Linked DNA regions of Mus musculus: region 1 is linked to region 2. Evidence: chromatin contacts called from public Hi-C data. All regions are on one chromosome and are shown on one strand. The core of a region is the stretch at or near the end of the contact, and the rest is flanking DNA. Distances in the headings are between cores, read along the strand shown. Region 1 has its middle 31 kb from the start of Tprg. Region 2 overlaps Lpp (LIM domain containing preferred translocation partner in lipoma).

Evidence for each region. A called contact is a pair of places that touch in the nucleus more often than the background predicts.
Region 1: a contact with region 2 is called in a Hi-C map of bone marrow-derived macrophages, with 14 read pairs. The contact joins two enhancer-like sites. A contact is called at or near these places in 2 of 484 Hi-C or Micro-C datasets (3T3-L1-derived adipocytes and bone marrow-derived macrophages) and 1 of 115 datasets of contacts at active chromatin or transcription factors (fibro-adipogenic progenitors).

What each region holds. Positions count from the first base shown.
Region 1 is chr16:25,252,588-25,259,089 of GRCm38.p6, reverse strand. No RefSeq gene overlaps it. Among named protein-coding and RNA genes, the nearest start is that of Tprg, 31 kb to the left of the region's middle. Within about 2 kb of position 3,774, at least 33 of the 459 cell types and tissues checked have an H3K27ac peak or open chromatin away from gene starts, as enhancers often do. A contact at or near this core is called in bone marrow-derived macrophages, where this site is marked.
Region 2 is chr16:24,773,417-24,779,830 of GRCm38.p6, reverse strand. All of the region lies in intron 8 of Lpp (LIM domain containing preferred translocation partner in lipoma), which reads right to left. Among named protein-coding and RNA genes, the nearest start is that of Mir28a, 51 kb to the left of the region's middle. Within about 2 kb of position 2,535, at least 15 of the 459 cell types and tissues checked have an H3K27ac peak or open chromatin away from gene starts, as enhancers often do. A contact at or near this core is called in bone marrow-derived macrophages, where this site is marked.

The DNA.
Region 1 (6,502 bases), core at 2,525-5,024, 480 kb before region 2:
TTCAGGAGACCATTGAAATGGTCCCTCATGCTCCCTGGGATGGGGGGGGGGGAAACATAGAGAGAATAAAATGAAGAGTGTAATTGAGACTCAAGAAAGTGGTACTGGAAACAATGAAATAGGACCTGGCAAAGAGTCACCAGCCTAGGGACCAATCCCTGCTGCCAAGCTGTTAGCTGTCTGTGCCACTGGGTACATTCTACATCTTAACAGAGTTTCATTTCCTAACTGGCAGGAGACATGTTGCCCAGAAGGGCTGTGGACATCAAAGAAGACACAGGTTAGGAAAGCACAATATGAAGCCAGTGTTATCTAAGGCTGTGCTGGGCTCTGAAAAATAGGAGAGCTGTGGACTATACAGATATATTTAGGTTGGACTAACATAATCTCTCAGGATAACTCAGGGAGATCTTGATGCAGCAAAAACACTCAGCTTCAGCAGGTTGTAAAGACTATGCATGTCCAGCAAGGGGCAGATGCAGGACTATATTCATCCCATTCCAGGGTCTTCAGACAGCCTCACACAATACATCTTAAACTATATCTGCCACTGTTCCCTCAAAACCAGCTTTGCCTCCCAAGGCCCCTATTTATTCCTGACAGGAGAGTATCTCTTTTTACTTCTGCTTGAGGTCTCTATTCCTGTTGTCAACCTTAATCTTGGAGAATGACCTCCCCACCCCCACTCAGTGTTTGACTCTGAGTCTTAATATCTCATCTGCGCAAGGAAGAAAACACCCGCCCCAAATCTTCATTAGCATCTTATGAGAATCTACTGGTTAATGGAAAAGATTACTACAAACTCTAAAATGCACTGAAAAAGAAGGGTGGTCTAAGTAATTGCAATGGTGTTAAACTACCTGCCTTTGTGTGGCATGGGCAGAAAACTGAGCCCAAAATCCCATCTTTCGTAATACCAAATTCTATTGGTTCAAAGACTTGCAACTTCCACTGACATAATTGTGCTGTTTGTTCTTTAGCTCAGTAGCTTGACTCTGTGGCATTTTGGTGCTGAGAGAATTAAGAAAATCATTCCCACATTAAAGGTGTAAAAATCTTTTGAATACATTAATGAGGTGGTAGGAAGCAGGCTGACATTAAAGTACTTTGGAAGTTCTCTAATTAAGCCAAGCTAATGAGTTTTTCCACTCTGCCTGAGCACTAAGCCCAGCAGCCCAACAGAACGCTGACTTCTGTGATCTCCATGAGAGCATGCCACCAGAAGCCGAAGCCCATGTTCATCGTGGGCTGACTCACCCTGTCACACCTTCGGGTGAGACTTTCCTCAGAGCAACTCCATCCCTTGCACCTTGTGGGACTGAGATCTGAACCTCCTGAAGCTGCTGATCTCAAGTACCACAGAATCAGCACACTCCATCAAGGTCCAGAGGATGTCATGAAAACCACCCCAGATACCATGTCAGAGCTGGGAACAGTGTGGACGAGGAAATGAACTTTAATAGATGGAATCTGATTATTTAGCAATAATTGAAGATGGAGCACTGGGCACAGCACACTTAGAGAAATAGTTTAGGAAAAGAATAAAATTTAGAGACAATTCAGCCTCTTGCTAAATTAGCATATTATTCATTGGTTTGAGATCTCCAGATATATCAATCCCTTAACAGGTTTTGCAAAGTCACTTAAAATCTGGCCAAGGTACTCTCCCCACTTCTGCCCATTCAAGTTAGGGTGAGAGCACTGTCTCAGCTTCCTGGTCTTCACTGCTTTCTATATCAGATCACCTGGTACCTTATTGACTTGAATACATCTGCCAGATTCTCTGTTGTGGAACAACTCGCTGGATATATCGTTGATGGATATATCATTTTTCAATAGATGAACTAACTTAGAACTAGAGCACTTTATCCAGCTTCACCTGGCCTCCAGAACTACTCCTCAAACACTGGGGTATTACGTGTCAGCATTTTGCTGCCTCATAAACCTTTTGGTTTTCTTCTTGGAGAGTCAACAATTATATATATATATATATATATATATATATATATATATATATATATATATATATATATATACACACACACACACACACACTATATGGACAACTATGGGAATTGCTCTTCTATATTTTTCCCTCCACAACACTCCACAGGGACCCCTTGTCATGGGGACTGCCCCACCATTTAAAGTATAAAATGATACATTCAGAACTGCTTTTTGTGACTGTTCCAAGGAGTGGTTCATTTATGTACACAGCATGGTGAACTTGTGTGCACATCGGTCCTCTGCGGCTGTGCTGAAGAAAGCAGGCGAATCTACTCCTTACCCCATAGGACGAGGCTGTATCACAGCATCATGACACCATGCTCAGCCTGGGCTGCAGTGTCAAGTGCAGCCCAGACATCATCAAGTACACGTCAGCCTGCTGTGGGGATCAACATTGTCTCATAAAAGACCACAGGGCAAGCAAGTCCCTGGAAGAGAGCAGCAGATTAAACCTACAGGTCCTGCCAAGTCAAACACAAACGTTTTAGTTATGAGCAGATCACCTTAGAATGGCCAGAGATCCTGGACACCAGAGGGTAGCAAAACAAGAAAGAAAATGTGAGCAAACAGAAAGAGATACTGTGAGAAATACAGAGGCACCTGATCTCAGAGTGGAGATGTCGAGGAAGACTTTGCTCAAATGGTCATCACTTATAGAGGTAAGCACAGTGCTTGAGTCATTAATAGTCCAAAATACTCTCAGCTGTGATGAGAGTCCAGCTTCCCCTCCATTTCATAAGTGATGGAACTCAGGCACAAAAACTTTCAAGTGTCCAAAATCACTAAACTATGAGCGATGAGATGTAAGGTTCAAACATAGGCCTATCTAATCTAGAGCCTATGCTACTAGCCACAAAGACTGCTCAGGCCCCGTCCAACTCTAACTACTCTGAGATTCCTAGAATATTGAAATAGTAAGAAAAGGATTACATAGTAATTAATGGAGCTGAGTTCATCACCTCCCCTTTGTCCTCCAGTGGAATCCCTATGCTTGTGACTACAGCCCATCCAACCAAGTTTCAAGTTTGCGGTGTGTCAGTATGTATGTGTTCATGGATCTGACAGGGCTGGTTCACTTCAAGTAACCAAGTATGTCTTTGGACAGCTCTTGTCAAGATCCATAGAAGCGCCAATTCCAAAAATATGTTCCTTTAGTGGTTTTTTAGGGTTCTCTGCTTTGCACGGATTGACAATGTGGTAACAAGAGACATTCTGGAGACTGGATTTAATGCAACCATATGCTAGACAGAATGAGAACCCATATTGCAGCAGGCCAGCCGGTACATTTCCATGTTAACAGAAGCTTGATTGCAAATTACATTTAGTCTCAACAGCTCAGTTCACTGCACACAGATGCCATGGGGGACTGTAAAGTTAGCGAGATGTGGGGGAGTACGACTAACATTTTTTTTTTTGAAAAAAAAAAAAAATCCTTTAGCTGATAGAATGCCAAAAAGCATCAGCGCTGATGCTCAAAAGAAAATGCTTCTATATTTGTTTTGCCAGAAAAGGAAAAAATAATCATTGTCGCGAGTTGTTAGTCAAATTATGAATACGAGCGTGGCTGGTAATTGTCTGATAATACAAACAGTGATATTAGGGCTGTCAGATGCTGCACACATTGCATGACAGCTAATGCGTACATGCTCTCTGAACGCGGAGGAGCGCCACTGATTCTAACAGTCAGGGAGGCAGAAGGGCAGTGATTAAGGGAAATGTCGCTGGATTCTGGCCTCTTGTCCAGAGCTGGAACTGAGTCAACTTCCTGAAGTGTGGTCAACATCTCTGTGCTGGGGAGAATCTGTGTAATTGTGGAAAGACACAGTGTGGGTTTGAGCTGCAAATTCGTCTCATTTGCTGCGTAGCCCTGAGTAACCTCTATCCTCATAGGTTTTTCCACTTCTAAAACGGGAGTGATAATTTTCTGCCATGTTGTTGTCCTGGGGTTATTGTGAGGGTCTGCTCAGGGCTTTGGTTGTCAGCGTAAGTAAACCACATGGTACTCACTGAAACTGGAAGTTGTCTGGCTGGCTAAGCTTCTATTTGCTATGATTTTAAGAGCAGAGCTGGGATGCTCTCTTGTCCATTTTCTCGTGGCTGGAATCAATTTTTATTTAAATCTAAGTACATCTTTTAATTATAATTAGTCACTATAATTCCCTTTCCAAGCATTTGATCAGAAAGTACCGCTCCTCTAGATGCCTCGCGGACTTGTTGGCTCTGTGCCTCACCTGCTCAGGGGGGCTTCTGATAGCTTCTGAGCAAATCCTGTCGTGTCCTGCCACATGTGTATAATGTCTCCATTCTCTCCATCTCCTGATTCTGCATATTGCAGGCCATGACAGAGATAGTTTGTTAAACAGTGTATGTCTTCCCAGGACGGCTTGTAATTAAGTATGGCCATGACTAGGTTGTAACCAAGAAAGAAGACAAGAGATAAGATAGAAAACCTCTAGACCTCACCTTGAGTACGACATAGAAGGAAAGAGATGGGGGAGCAAAGCCAACAATGAAGGACCCCCAGGCTTCAAGTGACTTCCTGAAGGTTTAGCTCATCCCCCACGAATTGGGCTGAGAAGAGAATGAGGAACAAAAGTCCACTTTCCTAACCTCCAAAGTCAGTTGACTAGCTATTAGAGTAGCTGCCTCACCTTAACATCCAAGTGCCTTCAGGTTCACACAGGGCTCTGATACCAGAAGCAATAGCACACGGTGTGGTAGGCATAAAAGAGGATACCCTTACTCAGGCCAGCATCTCTGCCCATGCCATGCCTGTCCTACCACCTTGTGAGAACCCTACTGACCATTTGTTTGAGTTGAGGCCAAAGCTAGTCCACACCGGGACTAGTCCAGCACAGCCAATCAACAAGGAGTTCTGTTCTCAGCTGAACCTGGATGCTTATGTCAAGCAGTGCTTTGTACAGCTTAAAACACCTTTCTGGGGTCTACTGTCACATGGCTGCTGCTGTTGTTCACCATTTCGGTTTGGGCCTTTCCTTACACCGCCCCCCCCCCACACACACACACAAACATTTGTAAAGCTTCTCAAGATGGCTTTTGCTGTCATTTGCCGGATTTTTGCATACTTCTCAGTCTACTCCATTGACATTTGAATTGGCATTGGGTCATTTGATCAGTGAACTCAGAGGAGATTCTCAGAGTTTTCCACGGTGGCTTCAATGCTGACAGCCATGCAAAGAGAGTCTCTGTTAGGAAAGGGAAGCCTGAGTTTGAGTTCTGGCTCTTTGAATATAATGAAACAATCATTATTAGTCAGTCTGTCTCTGAAATAGGTATAAATGAAGATAGGAAAATCAGTCCTGGAATATTGCTGGCTTAAACCACTTTGTTCAGAATTTCATCTGTGTCCCTACCCCAGTACCTGATATGTGTTAGGCCCTCGTCAAAGATGGCTGAGTTACCGAATACTGTTTTAGAAATCAAATAAGGTAATAAACAAACAAACAAACAAAAACGCTCCATAAATTCTGCAGTAGAGTATTCAGGGAAGTGTTATTATGGCACAGATGGGGAATTCATGGACTGTCCCCAAACTGAAGAGTTACTTGGCTATTTTAAGATGTTGGAAGACACTTTCCCAAGTGTATTTCAAGTGTACATCAGTTGTGTGGTCCAGTGCTGTAATGCAAATGAGGCCTGTAAGAGAGGCAGTGTGCTATCTTATTAGAGGTAAAAGGAAGAAAGGCCTGGAATGTTCCTTAGTAGAAAGGCATAAAGCATAAGAGAGGAATCTTGTACTTGCTTGTTAAAACAAATAAGATTTTTTTTTCCTGCAAAGGAATCTCTCCTTTGGAATGTAGACTTGAAAAGGAATGTTGCTCCAAAGAGTGACTATTGATTTCCTAAGAGGTTCCCTATTTATTTATTTATAGTTTCACCAGGTCTGCAAAATGACTCGAGGCAGAATTTGTCAAAAGTGACCCATCCAATTGACAATGTACTAATCAAATCCTGACCTCAAAGATGGTGGTTTAAGGAAAAGTGGTATGGTATGTGCAAACCTCACTACGCATGACACTCAGAGCTAGTCACTTTCCTGACACAGCTTTCCAATCACCGAAGGACTGAGAACAGTGGCCTCTGGCAAGAAAAAAATCCAACAGACAACAAGAAAGGAGAAGGGAAGGTGTACCCACGTCCTGCTTCACCGTGGCGCTTCTCCCTCTGGTTCCTGCCATTTCCTCATCTAGCTGCTTCTTTGCCTTCACATTCTGACAAGTTCTCTTTCCTAAATGCATTTGTTGTTGTCCATCCCCAAAACACTCAATGGAAAGGATTCGAGCAAGTCTAATAGTCTTCTAGAAACTCCTAGAGGGCCCATCCGTCCCAACAGGACTCAATGCAATGCCTCACACAGACAGCTACTTGGTAATGTAGGACGTTGATCAGTAGGGAACCTCTCCTTAGGAGTTCCTCTTTCCCAAAAGCCCTCTCCCAGGAGACTCCTGAACTATATCTGTAAATATGTTGTCAT
Region 2 (6,414 bases), core at 1,286-3,785:
TAGTGTTCTCTTCTAGACTAATCAAACTAGGAAGCTTATTTGACATTTCCACCACAGAGTCAGTAAGCTGTGTGAGGAACCATGCAAAATATGGGATCCAAAGGCTAAACGCTGGCCAGGCATGGTGGTGTACACCTTTAATCAAGATATTTGAGAGGCAGAGACAGTCAGATTTCGGTGAGTTGGAGGCCAGCCTGATCTACAGAGTGGGTTCCAGGATGCCAGGACAGCTAGGACTGTTACACAGAGAAACAGTGTCAAAAAAAAAAAAAAAAAAAGTCAAAAACCTTCAAATTAATGCTCAAGACCAAAATAAAAAAAGCAACCAGAAAAAGTGTTACAGTCTACCATCTTCAAGGATGCACCCACCAAAGATAGATCTGCAAGACAGAGCGGCAAACATACAGCAATGATATGCACATTACATTTTTCACTTACATTTCTGTCCTTTTACTTGTACATTTTATCACTCTACATACCTGCCCCTGTCAAAGGGTTGGCAGATTCTTTGTGCTGGCGTACTGGTCCTCACCCAATCTAATTTGGTTTTAATACATCTACATCACTGGGGTAAGCTGTTCAGAAAAAAGGTTACCGTGGGAAGCAAAATCATACGAAATCTCATGTTTAAACGGAGAGCATCCTTTCCATTTAAGTAGATGACCTGGATTGGGATGGTCTTGCCCATAACTCCTTTGAATGACTCAGTGTAGAGATAGCCATTCCCACAGGAGGGGTATGCTAATAGGGTTACAGGCTTGCTTCTCTACCACTACACTTTGATGAGACAGTCACCCATAAGACTGCCTATGCTTATCTTTTCTCATCAAACTAGAGTGAGAACAGCTGTAGAAACCATGACATTATCAACTCGGGAACACTTGCAGAGCCACTGCAATGGATTGTACTTAACAGTAGAGTGGGCCTTGACCTCAATGGCTTCTGTTTAAATTGGTGGGTGGTCCTTGTATTATCAGACACCGGAGCCTCTATACATTCCTGTCCTCCCCTGCCCTAACTGGCTCAAAATTCAATAAGCTGGCAGTTGCATATATCTCATTCATAAAAATTAAAATACAAACAGACTGGTCTGAGCAGGAATAATTATGCAAAGTATAAATATTCAAATGTCTCTATTGGTTCCGGTCACACTGGGTAATGCTGAGCCAATGGCTTGCCTGGGATGCATGCAAATGAGATACACTGCTAGACTGCCCTCCCTCCGTGCCAGGGAAAGCTCTGCTACAGGCTGACTGAGGGGGTGGATGAGTCAATAGATCAGGCAAATGGGGAATAGGAAAAAGCACAGATTCTGAGGCACGGTCAGCACTGGAGGGAGAAAATGGGAAGAGATTACTAGGGGGCTGATAAGTATTCTTTTCTATGGTCTCAGTGCTTAGGCACGAAGTCTTGGGAGAAGTTTCTTCAGGTTGTTAAAGAACTAAAAGAGAGCCCTCAGAACAGGTATCAGACTGGATATTCTCAAGCATTGAAAGCAGGGGCATAGCAATCGAGGCAATGAGGTGTCACAAGTGACGGGTGTCCCCTCTCATTTGTCCTGCAATTGTCTTAGACAAGAGAATGAAACTGGTACAACTGCAGAGTAAGTCCTCAAGAAGTACTGTGACATCTGGCACAACAGTGTGGGGCAGCATTCACCTCTTCCAAGTCTCCAAGATATCATCCAGACTCCCTTTAGATCAGAATAAAGGGAACTGCCTAGAGAAGTCTTCTCTGACCACTCAGCTGAGTGAGCATGACATCTGCAGCCTCTCTCACAGACTGTCATTATTCACGCCCTCCCCTCTGTAGCCAACACCAGAATATGTGCCTCAGCCCTCAAATGGGGTATGCAATATTGTGTGCACTAAAAATCAAAATACCTCCGAAGTGTAATGAAGCAATAAGAGCGAGCAGGGAGGAGTAGTCAGAGAAGGAATGGCTTCGAAGTGCGTTCCCAGAGAAGCACAAACCCCTTAAGCAGACATGGATGGACAAGAAAGGAATGGAAACATGGGGAAGGGGGCACTATGGTTGCTTATAAAGTACCGAGTGTGGGCTGAGAAGTATAGCCATGAGGGCCTTTCCATTGCATTTGGTCACATGTTCATGTGAATGTGTGAGTTTAATAGGGAACATGACGGAGATGTGTTTTCTTCTTTCAATGTATTTTTTATTTGGTGCATATGTCTAAGTATGTGCATTTATGTGTATATGTATGTGTGTAAGAGAGAAAGAGAGAGGCAGACAGAGAGACAGAGACAGAGAGATAGACACAGAGAGGGCTAACACACTCAAATGTGCCAAATTGCACACATGGAGATCAGAGAACAATTTGTGGCAATCAGTCTTTTCCTTCCACCATCTTGTCGCAGGAATTGAACTCAGGTTGCCAGTCTTGGTGGCAAGTCACTTTTATTCACTGAGCTATTTTGCTGGCTCAGGCATATTTAGCTGAATATAACAAGCTACTTTAATATGGTTTGCTGACAATGCAAATGTCAGTTCGTGTCTGCCACTTATGTCACAGGGATGAGTTCCTAGACTGTTTTGACTATTCCTGGTTCTGCTGTCATTGGGTTCATTGACCCATAGAGTCAAAAGTCATGTGATAAGAATGTGTTTTGTAACACCCAACAGAGGGAGTATGCTGCAGAAGGAGACAGCAGGCAGAGTGAAGATGGAGAGAATAAGATTAGAACTGTGGTCAAATTTACATGCATATTCACAGAGTGTACATGGAGGACCGTGTCTGTGACATGTAAAGAGTTCAGGTTTCTAACCTAGAAAGTGCTCAGTAGTTATAAGTACAGCACCACATAATTCATTCAATGTGAGCCACACAGAGTGCAATGCACAAGTTTCTGCACCTCTGCTAATGGTATAAATTTCTAACCTCACAAGTCGAAGAAACTTGATAGAAATTTCCTCCCATTTAAGGATAATCTTAAATTTTATATGGCATTAATAAATCTTGGATATTCTGCAAGGAAATTTTACAAAATTTTAATAATGACAATACTAACCCATTTTAAAAATCAACATTACTAGAAGAAACACTAAGTCACTTTGATTTTTTTCTACAGAAAGCATTTGCAATGCTAAGATGTGTGGGAAGGTGGTCAGGAAAGGTGTAGTCACAATATGTATGAAAATGTTGAGAGGCACTAAGTTATGATTCGAAAAACCTTGATCTCAGGCTTGTCAACCTCTAGGTGTGTGAGAAAGTGAATGTCTGCTGTGTAACGGTCCAGCAGGCTGTGGTATTTCTTATAGTAGCCTGGCCATACGACACCTCAATTCAAGCTTCACTGAAGAGGAAGAGACATAAAGGGTACAAGCTCATATCACACAAAATCTGCAGCTATTTCATCAATGAAAATGATGAACCAATCTGAACATTTAGCTGCTCTCTCAACCTGGGAGGTTTCAGAGTTATTCTGCAATGTCTCCTATGCTGCGAGGCCTTGGAGAGTCATTCTCCAGGGTCTCAAGTTGCTTGTGAATGGACAAGATGGCTTCTTAGAAAAACAGGGTCAACACTTACATGTTGTCTGAGAATCTAAAGTGTCATGAGTTTATCACTGAAATAACATTTGAGATAATTGTTGTGTTCTAGAATTTCCCTGAGAAAACTATGTTTCAATTTCCAGGAATTCTTTAGGACCATGTAATTTGTTAATAATCAAAAGAGAAATATAGAATTCTGCTGTGTGTGCATATGTGTGTATATGTGAATGCTTAATATGTGTGTGCATGTGTCTAAACATGCTTGAATGTGCTTGTGTGCATGCATTTGTGTGTTTAAACTAGAGGACAATGTCAGGTGTCATCCTCTACTGATCACACTACTTTCTGAGACTTGACCTCTCAGAGTCAGCAGCTAGGCCTCAGTTACACATTGGCTTGCCCACTCCTGTCTCTGCCTGCACAGCAATGGGAATAGAGGCTTACACTGCCATGCCTGTCTTTTATGTTGGTGCTGGGAATTGAACTTTGGTCCTTATACTTTCAACAACTACTGGACCAATTAAATTATCCCTTCCACCCTGGTTCTATCTTTGAATAGGAAAACCTCAACCCTGATTCTGTCTGTGCTTGAGTCAGAAATCTTACTGCTAAGATTAGAATCAGACACCAACGACTCCCTCCGCTTGCTAAAGATGGCGCCTCTCCCCCCACCTCTGTTTTTCTTTCTGGGATAGGGTCTCACTGTGTAGTTCTGGCTGACCTGGAACTCTTGATGGAGACCAAGCTGGCCTAGAATTCAGAGATTTGTCTGCTTCTGCCTCCTGAGTAATGGGATTACACTTATACAATACCATACCTGGCTATTTTTTTTTGAAAATAAGTATTTGTGGAAATATGAGAGAAGGAGGGAGGATAATAGAGCGAGGGGAGGAGGGAAAGAATGCTGGTGTCTGACTCAGAGAGCAGTCTTTCAGAGAACTCAGAGATGCCACAGAAGGGTAAGCAGCCCGGCCTTGTCATGTGATCAGCTTCGCACATACACGCTTTCCCACCCAACACTTTCCACCATCCCTAGCCAAGGCTCCCTCACTCGTGCTTCTCCTATAGGAAAGTAACTCCATGTTCCATTCAAAGGTTCCAGAAATGGTGGCTTTGGGTAGTTAATCATTTATTTAATTCTCTTTCAAGGCAGATTTGTTTTGTATCAATAGGAAATGTGATTAGTAAATGCAACATTCATTTTGCTCAACTGACTCTAAATTTCAAATATAAATGGGCTGGCTATCACACCACATTTTAACATTTCATTTTTCTCATCTGTTTATAATTTATTCTTTAAATATACAAAAAGATTAATGTAAAGGCACAAAGCAGGGTTATACTTTTGGAAAAAAATAAGTGTTTGTGGTCATTTGGGGCTTTGTCACAAGTTGTTGCTGCTCACTTGGCGATGCTGTGATTCAGGACACAGGCTGCAGCTCAGCAGTACTCCGCCCTGGGCTTCCAGGTGACCACCAACTTTCTTCTCTCTGCCATTCTGTTTCCTCTGTCCCACAACCCACCAATCTTACGCAACACACAAATCTTAACTGCCTGGTAAAGGCAGACTAGACCAGTGGTTCTCAAACTTTGGGTGGTGACCCTTTTCATAGGGAGGGGAATCACATATCAGATATCTACATTACAATTCATAACAGTAGACAAATTACAGTTACAAAGCAGCAACAGAAATAATTTTATGGTTGGGGCCACCACAACATGGGGAGCTGTATTGAAGGATCACAGCATTAGGAAGGCTGAAAACCACTGAGCAAGAAAAATGGATTTCCTGATGTCCTCTGTTAGACAAAGAACTAATAAGCCTGCCTGGCCATCATTCATCATCGTCATATTAAGTTGGACCCTCAGTAGCTTAATGCACGAGGGTTTCCTGAAGTCAAAAGTGGACTGATTTCAGAATCACTGCACATTAGTGAGCAGTTTCCGCTTCTTCTTCTTCTTCTTTTCTTTCTTTCATTCTTTTTTTTTTTCAGTAAAAATGTAATAGGTAAGGAAGGGTAAAGTCTTTGGTCTAATTTCCCTGAGTCTCAATATGCTACAAAGTAAAAATTCAAGGTCTAAGTAGAATCCACACACACTTGCAGAGCGACCAAAGGCCCACAGTAGAAGAGAGCATCCCATGGAAACGCCCTAGCACATCCGGGGGCTCTTCAGCACTGTCCCTGAGAGGTACTCCCCTCGGTACTCAGGTTTCTTGCTTAGCATGATCTACACTCAATCATATCTGACTCTGGTAGAAAAGACCTAGTTCCTTCAAAAGTGGGGATTCTAGGGTGAGGAGCCATTCATGAATCAGGAAGGGGAACAAGTGAGCAGATGCTCGAATCCTGAGAGCTTGCCAAATCCATACAAAGGGGATTCTTTTTTTTTTTTTAAATAAATGCATCAAAAAATATCTGGCAAACGCAACCTGAGTGGGAAGGACTTCCTCAGCTCATAGTTTCATAGCTTCAGTCCACCATGCTGAGGAGAAGTTAGGCAGAGAAAATGCCTGTGCTAACTTGGTTCTTTTTCTTCCTTTCACCCCACCTAACCTCCAGTCTGAGCTCACTGAGCACACTGCTGCGTGCATGCTAAGGGCCCTTCCCAGTTAAACTGTCCCCTCAAGAAAACTGTGCAGAGTGCTGGGGTTGGGGGTGGGGCATGGCCCCGCCATTTTACTCTATTCTCCTCTAATGGCAAAGCTTCACCTCCCTCCTTCTGTCCCTGTAAACGCCAAGCCCAGGGGACCTGAAGTCACCCTTGTTTCTTTTGCCTGTGACAGTTTTCATTCCCAACATAGAACTAATACACCCTATCCTTTCAGCATTGGTCCAAATGTCATTTCTTCAAAGACTCTCCCTCAGTGGGTCACTTTAATCCTTAACTCCTGACACCACAGCC